Regions from separate parts of the Mus musculus genome. Here region 1 is linked to region 2. Evidence: chromatin contacts called from public HiChIP or PLAC-seq data. All regions are on one chromosome and are shown on one strand. The core of a region is the stretch at or near the end of the contact, and the rest is flanking DNA. Distances in the headings are between cores, read along the strand shown. Region 1 overlaps Fabp12 (fatty acid binding protein 12). Region 2 has its middle 20 kb from the start of Gm33365.

What was found. HiChIP or PLAC-seq counts read pairs in DNA pulled down with a chosen protein or histone mark.
Region 1: a contact with region 2 is called in an H3K27ac HiChIP or PLAC-seq map of hepatocytes, with 4 times the contacts expected there. The contact joins two enhancer-like sites. A contact is called at or near these places in 5 of 39 promoter capture datasets (the 3T3-L1 cell line, cranial neural crest, hippocampal neurons and 1 more), 1 of 15 datasets of contacts at CTCF or cohesin (the NIH/3T3 cell line), 6 of 484 Hi-C or Micro-C datasets (B cells, liver and nephron progenitors), 4 of 115 datasets of contacts at active chromatin or transcription factors (embryonic limb bud, heart atrium, hepatocytes and 1 more) and 2 of 9 other capture datasets (adipose tissue and pancreatic islet).

Annotation. Positions count from the first base shown.
Region 1 is chr3:10,238,323-10,244,386 of GRCm38.p6, forward strand. It overlaps Fabp12 (fatty acid binding protein 12), which reads right to left. Exons shown (of 5, transcript NM_001357160.1): 5 at 5,887-6,064. Among named protein-coding and RNA genes, the nearest start is that of Fabp12, 13 kb to the right of the region's middle. Within about 2 kb of position 1,434, at least 22 of the 459 cell types and tissues checked have an H3K27ac peak or open chromatin away from gene starts, as enhancers often do. A contact at or near this core is called in heart atrium and hepatocytes, where this site is marked.
Region 2 is chr3:10,081,154-10,087,009 of GRCm38.p6, forward strand. No RefSeq gene overlaps it. Among named protein-coding and RNA genes, the nearest start is that of Gm33365, 20 kb to the left of the region's middle. Within about 2 kb of position 1,713, at least 72 of the 459 cell types and tissues checked have an H3K27ac peak or open chromatin away from gene starts, as enhancers often do. A contact at or near this core is called in heart atrium and hepatocytes, where this site is marked.

The sequences.
Region 1 (6,064 bases), core at 184-2,683, 160 kb after region 2:
CCCTTGAGCATCCACAATTGATAGCGAAGCAGAAGACAGAGGACTTGAGCCAGACCAACAGCTCACTGCAATGCACATCTGCAAGCAAAGATGTATGAACACCTTGTCGGGCATCAATGGGAGGAGAGGACCTTGATTCCAGGAAGGCCTGATGGCCCAGAGTAGGGGAATGAGAGGGCAGAGAAGCAGGAGTGGGTGGATGGAGACATACCCTCATAGAAGCAGAGGGAGGGGGGATAGGGTAGGAGTGGGGGGGGGGGGGCAGAAATCAGGAAAGGGGATAACATTTGAAATGTAAATAAATAAAATATCCAATAAAAAATGACTAAGCATAAGAAAAAGATGTATGGATAAAAGGATTCTACGGGACACGGTGTGACACACTACAGTTTCTACAATGAGAAGTTTTCTATGCTTTTTTGTTTGTTTGTTTGTTTGTTTTTTAAAGTTCCTTTGGTGGGTGGAAGTTGCAAGGGCAGAGGGCAAATAGGAAAGAAAAGGGAGATGAGTGAGATTGGAGTGCATGATGTGAAAGTCACAAAGAATCAATAAAAAGTTAAAAGATATTTACTCGGTGAGCACAGAGTTGACAAATACTGTCTTAGTCTGTCATAGTCAATACACTTATTTTATATTTGTGTTAATTTCCTCTTGACTTGACAATTGTGTGGACTCAGGAGTTTGAAAATGCAGAGGCCTTTGCCGGCAGTTTTTTCCAAAGCAGAGCAGTACCATTCCTGGCAAATGTTTGAATTTAAGAAAAACCTAAAATCTGTACAGTTTTATAAGTGGGAGAGAAAATCCTCCCAGAATAACAGCTGCATTGATAGCCCCACCCCACCCTCCCCCCACCCTACTCCACCCCACCCCACCCTCCCCCCACCCTACTCCACCCCAACCCCACCCCACCCCATCCTGTTACAGCTGCCTACATCTCATCCCCCAGGACCGGCGGAGCCTGAGCTCAGCCAGGATTTGGAAACTACTGAGATTAACCTAGACCTTTACCCTGCAATGCCTTGCTTTGAAAGAGATACCAAGACAGAGAGCCTTCGGAGGAGCCAGAACAAACTGTCATTTGAGGACTCCCGATAGGATCCGTCAGGGAGGTGAAAGAACAAGGAAAGGCTTACGCTAAAAACATGAACCTTACATTGGGAGTAAACGTTTTGGAAAACACGTAATTATTATTTTACTCCATTCATTCCATAGAAAACCTATTTTTTTTTCTTCACTGACATGTTGTTGCCTTTATATACAAACCTCCTAAGTTTTTGGGGAATTTGTAAGAAACTGAAAAAACATATCAAACCTAAGAAATTGATGTTTAGAAAAGACTGGCATGACTGGACACCTATTAGAACAGATCAAAGACAAGGCTATTCCATCTGTTGGCAAGGAGGCGATAAAATTGACATTTCACACAGTGCTGGCAGGAGTGTCTGAGAGCACGTTCGTTAACTCAAGTGTGTGTTCATGACCTAGTCATTCCAGTTTCAAGTACTTACCCAAGGAAAATGAGATGCAGAATGCATCTAGCATAGCCAATAATCAAGGTTCAATTCTAGCATGGGGTGAAAGCAAGAACATGACAGATTCAAAAGTAAAAAGATGGGAAAGTTCTTTAAAGATTAAAGGATACAAGAGAAACGGTTCAGATATCAAGGCTGTGTTATGAATAATACAGGTGACCCTGACTACCGTACATAGCGCCACCTTGAGGAAATTCGTGGGAAATGCTACTTCATGGTTAAGGAAGCCTGAGAGAAATTCCTTGATCCACATATCCAGTATTTGTATAGCACTTCACCGGAGGCAAAGCCTTGTTCTGCCTCCTGAGAGCTCAGTGAACCCAAAACAAAACCAAACGACCTTCTTCTCCTCCTTGGAATTTATTGATGTTTTAAAATAACATAAGGTCATATGCAAATTAATTTGTAAACTATCTATAAACGTAGAGAAACATTAAAGAAATCTTTTCTGTGTCACAGATAGTAAAACCAAGCAGTCACATATTTATTTTTCCTTTCTAATGACTTTTATAAATTTGGATTATTCCAAGAATTTTTGCTGGCTGGTGTGGCACACTATCTGATACACCACCACTTTCAGGGGTTTCTAAGGACTTACAGCTGCAATCCCACCCTGGAAGGAGGGCACCTTCATATCAAATTGTCATAGACTGTGGCTTCCTGGGAAATGCTTACACCTGAATGAGCGGCTCTCTTTAGCCCAAAGCACTGCCCAGTCTTTACTTCCGTCTGTGCCAGGCTCTGTAGATTCTTTTACTGTGTCTTCAGACCCACAAACTTCTTTCTTAGGGGTCTAACCATTTTTAACCTATGTTGCAAGTGTTTCTTTCTAATATTCTATTGGCTTTAGCTCTAGATGGCTTGTCACCTTCCACTAATCTCATTATGCCTAGGTTCACTAAATCCTCCAGTGTTTGAGCATATTTATAACTTAAAGTCCGTGTCCGTTAATTCCATCATTGCTGTCATATCTGGATCTGTTTCAAAGTAAGATGGTTTTCCATTTATAGACTCTGTTTGCTGTTTCTTGTCTTGTGTAACAGTTTTGGATTGGTGATGGGTACAAGTGTAGTCTTATTGACTGCCTGCATGCTTATGGTCTTCATTTAAGAAGTGTTGCTCATTGTTCTTTTTCTTTATTCTTTTTAAAGTTATTTTATTGTAACCTTTTTAGTTATGTAGACTTTCATAAAAAGCATGCACTGTATTTAGATCATATTTAACTCTTCCAGCACAACTCACCTTACTTAAGCTGGCTCTGGCATAGCTTTTACTCTTAGCTCTACTGCCAGGACAAGTCACTTCTGGCTCTTCCTGAGTGCTCGCGCTGTCTGCTCTACCCAGCCTCAGCTTTATTCCCTGCCCTCTCTGAGGTCTGTTGAGGGTTCATTCCGCAGCAGTTTGGCCATTTGTTCCCTGGCTTCGCTGAAGTTGACACTGTGTTTATACACATGGAACCCTAGGCACTGACTGTGGCTTTCCCCTTTCTGTAGCCACACTCCTTCCCAGAACCCTTCCCACCTCTCCTGGGTGCCTTAAAATTCTATTCAAACTGCCATGGGTCTCAATACTACCATTAAGGCTGTGGCTAAGCAAAAAGCTGTGTCTACGGTGGGGCCCATTTCAAATGTTTTCCTCTCCTAAGACATCATAGTCTTGGATTTCCTACTACCTAATCTTCAAAAACATCTGCTTCAAATATTTTTGCCCGTGTTCTAGCTGTTTATGACACAAGGAAAACCCTGACCCTTGTGACCACAACGGCACTGAAAACAAGTCCCCAACCCCTAAAGCTCTTATCTTCACATCCTGCACATTACTGACTGGTACAGCCCCTGGAGCCCTCATCTGTGTGTGGGGCACGTCACTGGTACACGCTCATGTCAGGAATGCGAGGCTCTCTCTTTATGACATCCTCAGGATGCTATGTTTACTTGGTGCTAGGGGTCAAATCCAAGGCCTTGAACTGCTAGGCAAGTGTTGTTCCACTGAGCTGTTTCCAGCCTAAGTCTTGTTCATTACGATGTGTTTGAGAGCTAATACCAGATGGGCGTGAGGAGCATACCTTTTAACCTGCTAGGAAGAAACAGACAGCGCAAGACAATGTTGCAGCGGTAGGGGGCGCTACAAGGAGTTCTGGCTGGGCCGTTCTGAATTAACAGTGTTTGCAGTTCCGAACAGTTCAGAACCTCGTCGTTTTGAAACATCTTCAGTCTCTCCATAAAGGAGTCAACAAAGCAAGGACTCTCAAGCACAGGACAGTCTTTCACAGAGCTCCACCCTGGACAACTGGGTGCTCAGTGTTCAAGAACCACAAAATCTATTACTCTAAATCAAGAAAAGCAATACACGTCGATTCATAGTAATACAGGTTTCTGCAGGCAGAGAAGGCGTGATCATGACGTCTTACAATTAGATTATGATTGACAGTTTTATAAATATGCTAAGTATACCATCTCACTGTGTACTTTAACAAGTGAGCTTTATTGGGTATGAACTGTATCTTGGTAATGGCTTTTTTCTCTCTTTCTTTCTTTTCTTTCTTTCTTTCTTTCTTTCTTTCTTTTCTCTCTCTCTCTCTCTCTCTCTCTCTCTCTCTCTCTCTCTCTCTCTCTCTCCCTCCCTCCCTCCCTCTTTCTTTCCTTCTTTCTTTCTTTCTTTCTTTCTTTCTTTCTTTCTTTCTTTCTTTCTTCTTACCTGTATTTGAAGTAGTTGGTGTGATTTTTATTTCCTTACTTCACCACAACTTTACACAATAATTGTGTCTTCTTCCGTGTCTGCATCACTGTTAGAGCAATGGGATGCAAAAATATCTAATTCCTAGCAATGAGTGTGGCAGGTAAATTGTAGTCTGAAAAGACTGGGTGGAGAGCCATCAGAAAATCAGGACTATTGGACAAGAAGTGAGAGAAAGGTAATTTTCAAGGTGTTCTCTGGAGCCTGCATTGGCAATGGAGCAGCAGAATGGAGTTCTACTTGGTTTTTGTTGTTTGATTTGGTTTGGTTTTTTGTTTCGTTTGTTTGTTTGTTTGTTGGCATCTGACCTTATACACTGGATGAGAGGTCCATTGCTAGAAAGGTGATAACTGTTAGTAATTAAAATTAAGCGACAAGTTTTAGGGAAAGAAGCGCCATCCCCTGAGTGAGGAAGGCCCAGCTCTTTTGCCATAAATCTTGCAAGACCCCTGTTTGTACCTGACTTTAGACTGGCTTTAGACTATTATTTATATAACTGTATCATCAACGATTCTGGTCAAGGCCATGTGTACCAGCTTGTCAGGAGACTGAGACAGGAGAATAGATTGATCCAGAAATTCAGGGCCAGCAGGAACAACATACTGAGATTCCATCTCCAAATGCCCCCAAATCTAGCCAGCTGTGGTGATACACATCTGTAGTCCTCACATACAAGAAGCTTGGGAGATGAGAGTTCTGAGAGTCTGAGGCCTCATAGAAAGACCCTGTCAATAATAGTAATAATAATAATAATAATAATAATAATAATAATAATAATAATAATAATAAACCAATTCTGCTTAAAGTGGTCTGGAGCTGTGGTTCTATCTTTCTTTGCTTTTGTCCATAAGGATGTGAAATGGCTGATAGCGTTTGCTAAGAGAAGATCTCACAATACAAAAGGAAACCTGGCACCTCTCTCTGGGACACCTCAGTTCTCTACTCTGTTGATTAAAGAATTCTACTCTGAGATCCCCAGAGTCCTGCCCAGTGTTAAGAGTCATGCCACACTCTGTCAATGTAATCGCTTTCTAAATATATAATACCCGCAACACCCAACAGTCTTTAACAGACAAAGCCCTAAGCTGCTGTAACTGCTAATCTGACGCCTAGGAGCGCTCTCTCTCTCTCTCTCTCTCTCTCTCTCTCTCTCTCTCTCTCTCTCTCTCTATTTCGCTGCACCCAATTTCATGCCTCACGCCCTTCGATCGGGTGGTTTCTGTGAGGTGGACTGAACAACAGTTCCTGGAAACTGTCTCACGTGGGTGACTGATGAGTCAAAGTTCGCTATCTCTACTCTTGCATGTGCAGCTGAGGCAGGTTGTTTTCCTGATCCCTCCAGGACATGAGAGTTTAGGTTACGCTGGATTTCTCAGGCATTACAAGTCCAAGTTAATACTTTCAGGTTTTAAAATGTTTAGCTACAATTATTTATTCTATACATGTGGCTGTGTGTGCACCCACATACAACGCATATAACAAGCATGTGTGTGGAGGTCAGAGGGAGACTTTCAGGGATCCTAAGGCTTGGTAGCAAGTGTCTTTATCTGCTGAACTGCCTTGCCAGCACTCACAGTTTGAACTGTATGACTGCTATTACACACAAAGACACCAAAAGAACTCTAATAATTATGAGTTTTATTTTGGGGGAAGCATCTCGAATCACTACTGAAGAACATGAATGTTCAGGTTGCAAGCTTAGTTTGTAGCTGCCCTGGTACTGATCAGCTGAGGGTGTTTACAGTAAGTATTTAAGCTCTCTGACTTTTAGTCTATGTCTTTATACATGTCTCACC
Region 2 (5,856 bases), core at 463-2,962:
TACTGAGACTCCTCTGAAGGACATCTACTCCTCTAGTAAGTTTTCCCTGCCGTGTTGACCACAGAACCCCAACTAGTGTACACCTAGCTTAGAAGAAAGTCAGCTGGGACGGAAATGTTTCCTAGACTCCTCGGAGAAGTCACATGGTCAGCAGGAGCCTGACCATCCTAGAAGGTGCCACAATTAGTAGAGGAAAACTAGAAAAGCTCTGGGCTCCTCCAGGACACCAGAAGTAATCTGGGCTGACTTGATCAGCAAAACGTTGTTAAGCCCACCCTGGAATGAAAGTGTCTCCCCATTGTATACATGGTGCACTTCCCCACTCGTGTGGGGGAGGGTAAGACAAGAACCTGGCTGCACATAGGCCAGTTCCCACCCACTGGCCATTTCAGTTAGGCTAAAGTTGGAATCAGGGGCTGAATGCGCAGAACAGCTTGGCAAACAGCTCCAGCACACCGAGATTTGGGCTAAAAATTTATCTCTTGGCACCTGGCTTCCAATCCAGGACCTTTCAAAATACGTGACTATAACTTGGCTAAAATGTTTTCTGGGGATAACAGCATCACTGCATACAACTGTGCTGTGTGTCTTCTAGAGAAACCTATCAGTGTGTGTGTGTGTGTGTGTGTGTGTGTGTGTGTGTGTGTGTGTGTGTGTGTGTGTGTGAAGCCACCACCTTTTTATTATAGAATCACATTTCCTTGGAGCAGGCTGGTGTCTTCTGTGTAATTTCCTACAAGACACTCGGTGCTAAGTGACAAATTTGTCTCCACCTGTTTCTGCACTGCATGGTATTTGGCTACCGATGCAAACGGGAAGAAATGGCTGCAAGCAAGGAACATTTGGGAGCTGGCAAGGACTGGCTAATTCCCATCCTGTCTGTGAGGGGAGCTAATATGATCCGTCTGCAGTTCTGCAAACACTGTTGCTGTTAGCAATGTTTTGTATGGCTTGAGAGCTATAAAAACAGATCCATCACCTTTGAAGCCCAGTCACTTCTTCCAGGAATGTGCTGACTGGTCCACAGCTACATGCAGTGTCAGACTGTAAAAGTGGTGCGATGTGGTCTCACTGCATGGTGAAGGGAGGATGCTGGACCCTAGGTACTGGCCAGCCAACAAGGCACTGGTTTGTTCCATGGTAGCAGATGGTTGCTCTGTGAGCCAATAGCAAGGCTGAGAAATGATCTGATGCAGAGTCAGTTTTGACCATGCCCCTGCTCTGCTCTGCTCTGCTCTGCTCTGCTCTGCTCTGCTCTGCTCTGCTCTGCTCTGCTCTGCTCTGCCTGGCCTCTTAGGCAGGAGGCAGGCGTTCTCCTTGCTGAAGCTGTAGAGCTAACACTTCTCACAAAGCACTGCTTGTTATCCCTGGACACCGGGCACTCTGCCCCCACGGATAAAATGAGTTTAATGGGCCTTGGGAACAACAGAGGAAGAGATGGGAATGTAAATGTGCTCCTCTGCCTACATCCTCATCTTTGTCCACTCTGTTTCATGTAAGGTAAATGTCATAGCAGGAAACATTCTCTGCTCTTCTGCAGTGTTTGTTGAAATAGCTCCATGTATTTACATGAGTCATACTTATCTACTAACCCGGTTAGCAGGAAGCATCCATTACAGTATTGAAGAGAACGGGGATGGGAGCAATAGACATGCTGGGGATGGATGTGTGATGGATGAACATTCACATGCTGGAATGGCATGCCCCACTCATGACCAGCCACTGGCCTGTTGCAAGTCTGCAGGGCAAGTTACATCACAGTGTAACCCAAGATAATCGACCAAGGGAGCATTTCTGGCTCCCCACCCCCTGCATCTTGCTTGATTTTGGATAGGATCTCACTATGTAGCTCAAGCTGGAATGAAGCTCACAATCCTCCTGCCTCAGCCTCACTCAGGGATGCTGGGTATATAGGCACATATCTCTGTAGAGCAGAGTATTTCTTACAAATTGTCATTTTTTTTTTTTAGTCGTAAATTCCTATTCTGTTAGGTTAGCAGAGCAGTGTTTGTTATACATTTATGTTGTGGCAGCCAAAAGGAAGTATTTTGGAGCTTTGGAGTCAAAGGTGTCACAAACTTATATTCAACAATGTCTATTAACTTTTTCAATGAATTGCTTTTTGCTAATTTTATTTTATGAATTGATCTCAATTCCAGAAAGAACAATAAAGAAAAGACAAAGACAAACCTCCAAACAATCAAGTCACTGTTGTATCGGAGCAATGACCTGTGCTGTGAATTGTGTTAGCTAGACAAGGTCATCCTCAGTGGACCGTCACTTGGAAAGGGACATTTAGACCACACAGGTCAGAGATACACTGAAGTCATTCTGGAAACCAGTCAGACAGAAATGATCTTCACAGATTAGAATGTACACGACCAAGTTCCCTTTCTCTGGGAAATGAGAATACTTTGAACATCTCAGAGAGGCAGCTCTTCTACTGTTCCCTCTCGGCTTTACCTAAGTTTCTACTCAGGTTGCAAAGCCACAGGGCTCCCAGAGTCTCTGTCTCTCTCTGTCTCTCTGTCTCTCTGTCTCTCTGTCTCTCTGTCTCTCTGTCTCTCTGTCTCTCTGTCTCTCTGTCTCTCTGTCTCTCTGTCTCTGTCTCTCTCTCTCTCTCTCACTCTCTCTCTCTCCTTTCTTTTAAAAGTTAAATAAAAAAGATGGCTCACTGGTTAATAGTGCTTCTTGCTGCTCTTCAGAAGACCAAGCTTGGTTCTCATGCTGGGCAGCTCACAACAGCCTGAAACTCTAGTTTCAGGGATCTGAAGCCTTCTTTTGGCCTTTACAGGCCTCTGTACACACGTACATACATACACATGTACACACACACACACACACACACACACACACACACACACACAAATAAATAAATACTTTAAAAACATGTAAAGCAATTAGACCACTTTTTCTATCTGCCCCACAAAGTGTTTCTGCCATAACAATTTACATGTGGCATCTTAGACACAAGCGTATTCAAATTCTTTGTGTAAGTATCAGAGAACAGGCACTCTGATCTTTCATTCTCTAAGCAAGGGTTTCTAATGATCTCGCCGGTTTCTGGCCTCTTTGCATGGAGGTACTTCCTGGTTATTGGGAAATTGCTTCCAGAGGGTATGTGCAGCACCAGTGAGCAATCTTATGCCACAGCCTTTGGTACACATTACTTAACACAGTGTGCCTTGGGCACACTGGGGACAGGAATATTGATAATGGCTTGGAAAAATGCCACACAGATAAAATAGGGACCCATGTACTTTCTCACTCAGGGGATCAGAGGTAAGTACCTCATTAAAAGGTAGAAAGACACATGGGAATAACCATAAGAGTGTTTCCAGAGTGTTCTTTTGAAACTCCTGCAGAGCTAGCTGAGAAATTCATAATGTTGTCATTGTGAAGTTGAGCCCCCTTCCCTGGCAGGGCACTCGGGGGCTAGTTTTTAAGCGTCCTGTCAAAGGTAAGAGTTTGCCTTTGTGCTTCCTCTTCATCCCTCCCCTGCTTCCTGAGCCCCTTTGCCCATCCCCAACTCCACTCTCTCCTCTGAGAAGAGCCTCTAGAAGTATGCCCTGCTGCAGATGGCTGTCCTGCCACAACAGAGTGGCCGTGAGCCTAGGCAGTGGGCAGAGACCGGGGGCCTTCCTGGAGCTTGCTCCCAGGAGGTGCACTTGATGCAGTTCTTAGTATTCCACCCGGGTTGGTGAACCAACATATCTGTACAAAAAATCAGAATAAATTATATTTTTATAAGATGCCATATAAGCCCTGAACTCATGGATACTGAACATTTATTTAGATTAGCTATTTGGGAAATTGGGTGAGATGTTAGAAGTGGCAGTAGTATGCTCACACACACCTATAATCCCAGCATCCAGGAACCTGAGGAGAAAGGTTGTGGCCATCACCAGTCCTGGGTGACATATTGGTAGAAAATGCAAGTGTAAGGCCCACAATAGCTCCAAACCAAACCAAACCAAACCAAACCAAACCAAACCAAACCAAACCAAATAACCAAACAGCCAGCCAACCAACCAACCAACCAACCAACCAACCAAAGGCAAGTTTTATGGGAAGATGATTTTAAAAGCACAAAATTGGTAAGAAAGATAGCAAAACAGAGCCCTGCTTGGGCAGTGATGAATCCCTGTACCCTTAGCTGCTGAATCTCAGCCACCCGCAAGCACAAAAGTCACTCCTATGAGTAATGGGGCTGCCAACACCAACCACAGGGAGACGATCTGGCTCCTGGAGTGCACACAGAAGCAGGTCACTGTTGACTAGGGTCAGCCTTAGCGGCCCTGGCACCCAGCATGGAGCCCTGCACCTCCAGTGCTGCTTGCCTTGCTACGAGACAAAGAGTTCAGTGTATCATGCAACAAGGCCAAAGGCAAAGCCTAGTGGGCCTCGGTGTGGCAGACATGAAGGACAGGCAGGGAGGTGAGTGGCAGCCAGGAGCTCACACAGAACCTGCCTCTGGAAGCCCTGCCGTCTTGCGACATCTGGGCAGCAGCATCTTGGCAATGGTCCAGGACTCATGGTGTTTCAGATCCAGCAACCCTGAACTCTGACTAGCTGCAATGAATATTTGCATGCAAAGCTGTCTAATTTTCCAATGCTACACAACAAATGAATACTCAATGCAGAGTTGAGGTAGATGAATGGTGCAGTAAGTTAGCACTGAAAATGCAACAGAGGCTAGGCTGTGACCCTCCGTGCTCCCAGGCACTGTCAGGCAACATCGGTCCACAAGGGCAAATGCACAGACAGGAGGTTCAGAAGTCCTGTGAGTACAGCAACACCCCAGGACACCCCAGGACCAGCTTTGGGGAGACACACCAACTTTACTTGGGGTCAATCAAGGGTTATATTTTTTTTTTCTGTTTTCTCAAGGTTTCTCTGTATAGCCCTGGCTGTCCTGGAACTCACTTTGTAGTCCAGGCTGGCCTCAAATTCAGAAATCCACCTGCCTCTGCCTAGTGAAGCGGTAGGAATATCCAGGGTAGGCAAAGGTCGTTGGCTGAATTGAAGGCTGGAGGTATCTCATTAACATGGGGAGATATTTCAGGAATCTTAGGTTCTAGCTGAATGCGTTCTTATTGGAAGAAAGGAAGCTGAACCTGTAATCTTAACCGAAGCTATGTGATATTCTGCAAATACAGGGTGTGGTGTCTGGAATCCCCCAGGCTGAGAAAAGGAAGCCTCGCTGACAAAGGGAGTCTGAGTTTTGTACTGAGCTCAGGGCTTTCCAGTTATGTCAGACTCTCACCTGAGCATCAGGGCAACAATAGGTGTGAGAGAAGGCTATGGTGGACCAGGAAAATGTCATTGCTGAGCAGGGCTGTAGGGGTAGTGTGCAGCAGCCTGGAGCATGCAGCCCAGCCTCGTGATCCCCCTGTTCTGAGCAATAATAGGATGTCTGAGATGAAGAGCAGTTCGTTTTCTGGATTAGACTACCTCCAAAGGTCTCTATGGTCAGTGCTGCCTCTGGCGGCCACTTTGGTATCTGTAGTCAGCTGCCCAGACCATGTTGAAGCCCCAGGTTCAAGTGGATATCCATGGTCCTACAGCAGCCATGAACCTTGCTTATGTCTCTGTCCCGAGAAGGCCATATGAATATCCTTGGTCTCCATCAACACCTGAGGCTATTCTGTGATAGCCAAGGACCACGTTGTTGTAAGTGGCCTTGGCAGCTTCCTGTGACCATGGTGATGTCCAGGTGCGTGCTGCTGCCAAGAGCCATGTCTGGGTGTGTGGTCCTACTGTAGTTAGAGCTTGTGCTTATGTCCGTGGCCCGTGTGGTCTCGACTGTCACCTGAAGCCATGTTGATGTCCATGTTCTGCGTTGCCACAGGAGAC